2 separate regions of the Sus scrofa genome follow, and region 1 is linked to region 2. A link is a contact called in public promoter capture Hi-C data. All regions are on one chromosome and are shown on one strand. Each heading gives the region's core, a stretch centred on a gene start, on an enhancer-like site or on the middle of the called end of the contact. The rest is flanking DNA. Distances are from core to core; before and after follow the strand shown. Region 1 holds the start of ABCA7 (ATP-binding cassette sub-family A member 7). Region 2 holds the start of ATP5D (ATP synthase subunit delta, mitochondrial).

Region 1 (2,700 bases), core at 2-2,501, 160 kb before region 2:
GGGGAAGGCCTTGTCCAGTTGCATATGGGCTGGGGGTCAGGCTTTGGGCCAAACTGTGGGGCAGGGAGAAGAAACCCAGGTAGGGAGGGGTCTGGCCCCCAGTGGTTTCCGGTTGCTTCTTCCCCTCTTCTCTTTTCTCTGCTGATCAGTTTGTGGTTTCTATACCCATACAAGTTTCAGGTAGTTTTAGTGAAATGAAAATACTTTTTTTTCAGGGGGGTGGGGGAGGTGTTAGGAAGGAAGTAGGTCCTCTGGGAGAAGGCCAGGCCATAGTCCCCAAATATTTTAGGCCTTATGATGTACTAGATTTCCCTAGGATCCTTAGACCACCAACTCTAGCCCTCCCAGGTGCCCAGTGGGGACACTGAGGCCCAGAGAGGACAGTGGAGTTCTGAGTAACTGAGGCAAAGCCAGACCCCTCCCAATACCTGATTCCACCCCCCCACCAAGTACTGCACAGGGACCCCCTCCTGGAGGCCCTCCCTGGGACCAGCCCCTGCCCCAGAGCTCTGGGATCAAGAAATAATGTGAAATACCGACTGTGGACCAAAGGAAATAAAACCTCTTTTTAGGAAATGAAGGTGCAGGAGTTGGTGTCCAAGACAGCCTGGGGGGAGGTACGTGGCTTGGATCCCTTCTGGGGCCCTAGGGGGGCAAAGGGCAAACCTCTGAGTAAATCCTCAGGACCAGCCTGGGGAGATGTGGCTTCATCCAGCCTCTAGGCTTTTTGCTTGTGCAATCACTGCCTGGAGTTCCCTCTTTAGCATACTCCTATTCATCCTCAAAGTCCCAACAAGAAACCACCTCCTTTCACGGAGCTCAGAGCTCTTCACACTTGTTTCATCTTCATCATGATCTTGTGAAACATACCCAATTTCCTGGAGAGGGAACCATCCGGAGGTTTTCTTCAAAATCAGGGGGACCATTATGACCAAAGAGTCTAATCTTAGAATGTTGGGGGCCCCTCCACCTTCTGCCGTCACCTGGCCCGCTGTAGGGACCAAGGAATGTTTGTGGAATGAATGAATGAATTAGCGAATGATGACTTTAGTTGAACCCCCATTTTTTCGGGATGGCCAAGTGGAGTCTCAGGGCATTAGAGCAAGTTTGGCTAGGGCTGGGGCCCTCCAGGGTAGAGTGGGGAGAAAGGAACCTCCTGCGACAGGAGACAGGAGCTGCGGTATTGCGGGCGGCTATGCAACGAGAGAAGACAGCCCAACTGGTGCGTCCGCAGGCCAGCCCACTTAGGGTGAGCCAGGCGCCCCACCTCCCCGCAGTGATGCAGCAAGAAGCCAGCGATCCCTTTAAGAAACCCGATTCAGCGCGTCCCTGCTCTGACCCTCGTCTTCCCCCTCTGCGCGCGCGGCTCCTGTTGATCCGGCCTCTGAATGGCGGGTATACAAGCCAATGGGAGAGGACGGGGCGGGGCGGGGCCGGGCTGGGTCCGGGCGCGGCATCTCGCGCAGGAGGCTGCAGGCTGCAGGGGAGCCGCGCCCCTGGTAGGTTGGGGGGAGGGGGGAACTTCCTCTTAAAGGAACCGCGCTCCTCAGCCTCTATCGGGCGGAGGGAAGCCGCAAGTGTTGGGGGCTGGAACGGTGCGAGGGTACCGGAGAGAGACAGGAAAGGCCCTGAGACGCAAAGATGCGAGGGTGCAGATGGGTGGGAAGAGGCAGATTCCGTGGGAGTTAAGAGGTGCAAGCCTAATCCAGACTCATTCGCCTTCACTTCCTGCCGGGGAGTGTGTTGGGGGCGGCAGAACTAATCCCTAATTCTCACAGGGAAGGTGGAGCATTAGACTCACCTGAGAGGGGCTTTGCTAGCATACACCTGCAGCCCTTCTCTCGGTTCCTACGCCCCTCTGCTCTCTACCCCATTTTATCAATAGAAAAACTGAGGCCGCTCCCTCCGATGCCACTCGGAAAGGAGAGTCTTGGAGCGGTGGTCAGAGGCCTCGGGCCCACTCCCTGCTACCTCTGGCGGCCTCAGTTTCCCCATTGTACAATGATGCAGAAGGCCAGGCTGGACAGTTCCAAGCAAGGGACAGGCAGGACCAGGAATCGCTGGTTCCAGGAGCCTCCATCGCCGCCCCGTCTCCTTATTCATAGTCTGAATCTTGTGTTTCTTCTGAGCGAGGAATAAGGGAGGGGAGGGCGGAGCTGGGGCCGTGCCTCCTGCTGGATGAGTCACCTCTCTCTGGGGGGGCCTAGGGTGGCCCCTCTTCCAGCCTGTCATGTAAAATGCTCAGCACAGTACATACCCGTTGCTATTATCATCGGGGAAGACCGGGGACCGGGGACCGGGGGTGGGAGGGAACTCTTCCCTCGCTTAGAGATGAGGCTGGAGGACAGGACCCGGCTGGAAGCCCTTCAGTGGGGCTCAGGGTGGGGGCTGGTGAGGAAAGAGTTAAGTCTAGGCTCCGCCCCCTGCAGGATTAATAGATCGCCGCAGCGAAGCCAGCCGCAGCCCGGGCGGGAGAGTGAGTCCCGGCAACCAATCAGATAAGAGGACGGCTTCGGGCAAGACTCCTATTGGCTTACCCCTATTCCCTCCGGAGAAAGGAGAGCTCCTTTAATAAGCGCCTACGCTCTGCTGGGCTCTAAACGGAGCTTCCAGGAACCTAGCGCGGTGGAATAGATGATGAGATTCAGAGAGGGACAGGGAGTTGCCCGCAGCCACACAGCTCGTCCTCAGACTGACCCC
Region 2 (2,700 bases), core at 39-2,538:
CTACTCACCCCTGCTCCTACTATGCAGTGACCTCTAAGTGCAGGAGTTCATTTATAGCTGAGTCCCCAGGCAGAGCAAAGGGCAGGCACCCTAGAAGGACCGAGTGTGTCCAGTGGATGAAAGAGTGACACTGCCAGGGAGGGCAAGGAGCAGTCAAGTGGACAAATATCTGAGAAGGTTGGCTCCAGGTGTGTGGGAACTGCTTGTGCAAAATCTCTGAGGTCTGAGAAGGTGTGGGCTGAAGATCGACATATTGAAGGGGCAGTGGAAGCCACTCGTGGTTCCCATAAGGTATGATATGGTTCCTCTGGCTGTGTGTAGAAAAGACACCATGTGAGGCCAGGAGAGAAGCTTGAGGCCCTCCAGGCCAGTAAACTTAGCCACAGTGGCCGAACTGGGTGGAGGAGCCTTGTCGATGGATCCAATGGAGAATTCCAAGATAACTTAGAGTTTGGGACCTGAGTAACAGGGGGTGCTCCCACCCCTTGGCTATCCTGGAGTGGGGATCAGAGGCAAGTCCAATGGATGGGTGTGAGGAGCCGACTGGAGGAGGCCTCCATTGCAATAGGGTCTGGGGCACTGAGGGAGGTCTCGCAGGGCACAGGACTCTCTCCCCTGCGCAAACACGCCTAGGGCCAGGAGAGGTGACTGGGACTAACTCCCTGAGTGCCCAGGGCCTCCCTCCCTCATGGGGGGGGACCTCTTTCAGCCTCAGCACCTGCCCAGCCATGGGCCCAGGTGTGACACTTCCCCAGCGCCTTGCACCCGTCCGCTCCTCAGTCACATCCCGTCCCAACGTGGGCCTCAGCCGGGGAGCTCTCCGGACTCCGCATTTTCCTAGAGCCCAAGGTGGGGGGCTGGGGCCCAACCCGGGACGCAGACCTGCTTGAGCGCGGGGGCGGGGCAGTGACGTCAGCGCTGTGAGCGAGACTGCGCGGGCCGCGGTGACGTCAGCGGAGCCCAGGGCCGCCCGCGCACGCGCCCTAACGTCAGCAACGTGTGGGGGCGGTGGTCAAGCGGGCGGGGCCGCAGGGAGCTCATCTCTGGGCACCGTGCGCCCTCTGCCGGCACCCTTGGGGGTTACAGCCAAGATGTTCGTTCCCACGCCGCTGGCTTGCCGGGGCTAGACTCTTCGCTTGGGATGCCGCTCCGGGACGCCTGCACCTTCTACAGTCAAATCTGGCCAGTCCCCCTACTCTGCTTTTTTTTTTTTTTTTAAGTATTTTCACCTCTTAATGTAGAGGCTATTTTTATTTTCATTTTTTGCTTTTTAAGGCTGCACCCGGGGCATATGGAAGTTCCATAGGCTAGGGGTCGAATCCCAGCTACAGCTGCCAGCCTGCGCCACAGCCAACGCCAGAACCGAGCGCATCTGCGATCAACACCACAGCTCACAGCAGTGCCTGCTCTCTGATCCACTGATCAAACCCAGGGATCGAACTCGCGTTCTCAACAGATTCCTTTCTGCTGCACCCGGACGGGCACTCCCACGTAGAGGTTATGTAATGTGGTGTGTCAGTAAAGCGCCCTCACCACCCCAAACTAGTGCAAGAATCTTGATAGTTCCGTGTCTCTCTCTCCGCTGCGCCTAACATCAAGTAAGCGCCCGCAGAATCTTAACTTCGACTCAAGTGTTTCCTCCACGTAGGCTTCTGCGCTTCCTCATGCAGAACCATGTAATTGAGCCTCCCTCTTCCACCGGACCACCGGACTGGGGGCGCTGGCCGGAAGGAAACTACAACCCCCAGCTTGCCGCGTGCCCAGGCGGGGCGTGGCCAATAACGTGGCGGGCTGCGCTCCGGGAGTCGTAGTTTGCGCGTGCGCCCTCGGCGGATTCCTGTCCCATAAGTCTACGCGCGTCGTCCTCCTCGCCCTCCAGGCCGCTTGCTTCCAGCCGGGAATCTCCCCGCCGCAGCTCTGCTATCCGCCCTCCACCCTCAGCCATGTTGCCCGCTACTCTGCTCCGCCGCTCGGGTCTTGGCCGAGTCGTGCGCCAGGCTCGCGCCTACGCCGAGGCCGCCGCCGCCCCGGCCTCTGCAGCAGGCCCAGGGCAGATGTCCTTCACCTTCGCCTCACCCACTCAGGTTCGAACGTCCCCCGGGCTCCAGACACCTTTCCGGACCCCGCACCCGCACTCCTACCCCGTTTGGCCCCAACCCTCAGGTCAGCGACCCCCGTTCCGGACCCGCACTTCAACCCTGTGTGGTCCGGTATCATAGTCTCCAAACTTCAGCGGTCCCTGTTCCCCAGATGCTCCTTTTCCGTGTGGTTCGGGATCCGCTCCTCAGCCTCCCTTTTCCATGTGTGCCTAGCGTGTACCTTTCCCACGCTGTTCAGAATCTGAGCCCCTGGGCACTTTGTTCAAATTCACCGCTTCTGTATTCTCCTGGGGTGGCCCTCGGTTTCTGCCTTAACATCATTTCTTTGAACGGAGGTTAAGGTGGCTGGATTTTCTTCCCTAATAGGTAAAGATACTGCAGTCTTGCTCGAGAACCCGCTATGTTTCGAGCATAGGCCGCAGCACAGCTGCCTCTGTATCTCCATCATCCCTCAGCCCTGCCCCAGTTGTTTGAATTTAGGGAGTGACTGACCGCTATTCCTCCAGGGTTGGCCGGAAGCGACCCTTGTTTCGTGTGTCTGTAGGTGTTCTTCAACGGAGCCAACGTCAGGCAGGTGGACGTTCCCACGCAGACAGGAGCC

The links. Promoter capture Hi-C pulls out the DNA fragments that hold promoters and counts their contacts.
Region 1: a contact with region 2 is called in a promoter capture Hi-C map of fetal skeletal muscle, with 4 times the contacts expected there. The contact joins the promoter of ABCA7 here to the promoter of ATP5D in region 2. A contact is called at or near these places in 1 of 5 promoter capture datasets (fetal skeletal muscle), 4 of 47 Hi-C or Micro-C datasets (heart right ventricle, liver, skeletal muscle and 1 more) and 2 of 2 datasets of contacts at active chromatin or transcription factors (alveolar macrophages and skeletal muscle).

Annotation. Positions count from the first base shown.
Region 1 is chr2:77,373,900-77,376,599 of Sscrofa11.1, reverse strand. It overlaps ABCA7 (ATP-binding cassette sub-family A member 7), which reads left to right and starts at 1,251. Exons shown (of 47, transcript XM_013994807.2): 1 at 1,251-1,395; 2 at 2,430-2,700. CNN2 (calponin-2) reads left to right here. Exons shown (of 8, transcript XM_003353959.3): 8 at 1-580.
Region 2 is chr2:77,217,889-77,220,588 of Sscrofa11.1, reverse strand. ATP5D (ATP synthase subunit delta, mitochondrial) reads left to right here and starts at 1,288. Exons shown (of 5, transcript XM_003122991.5): 1 at 1,288-2,084; 2 at 2,644-2,700. The coding sequence starts at 1,944.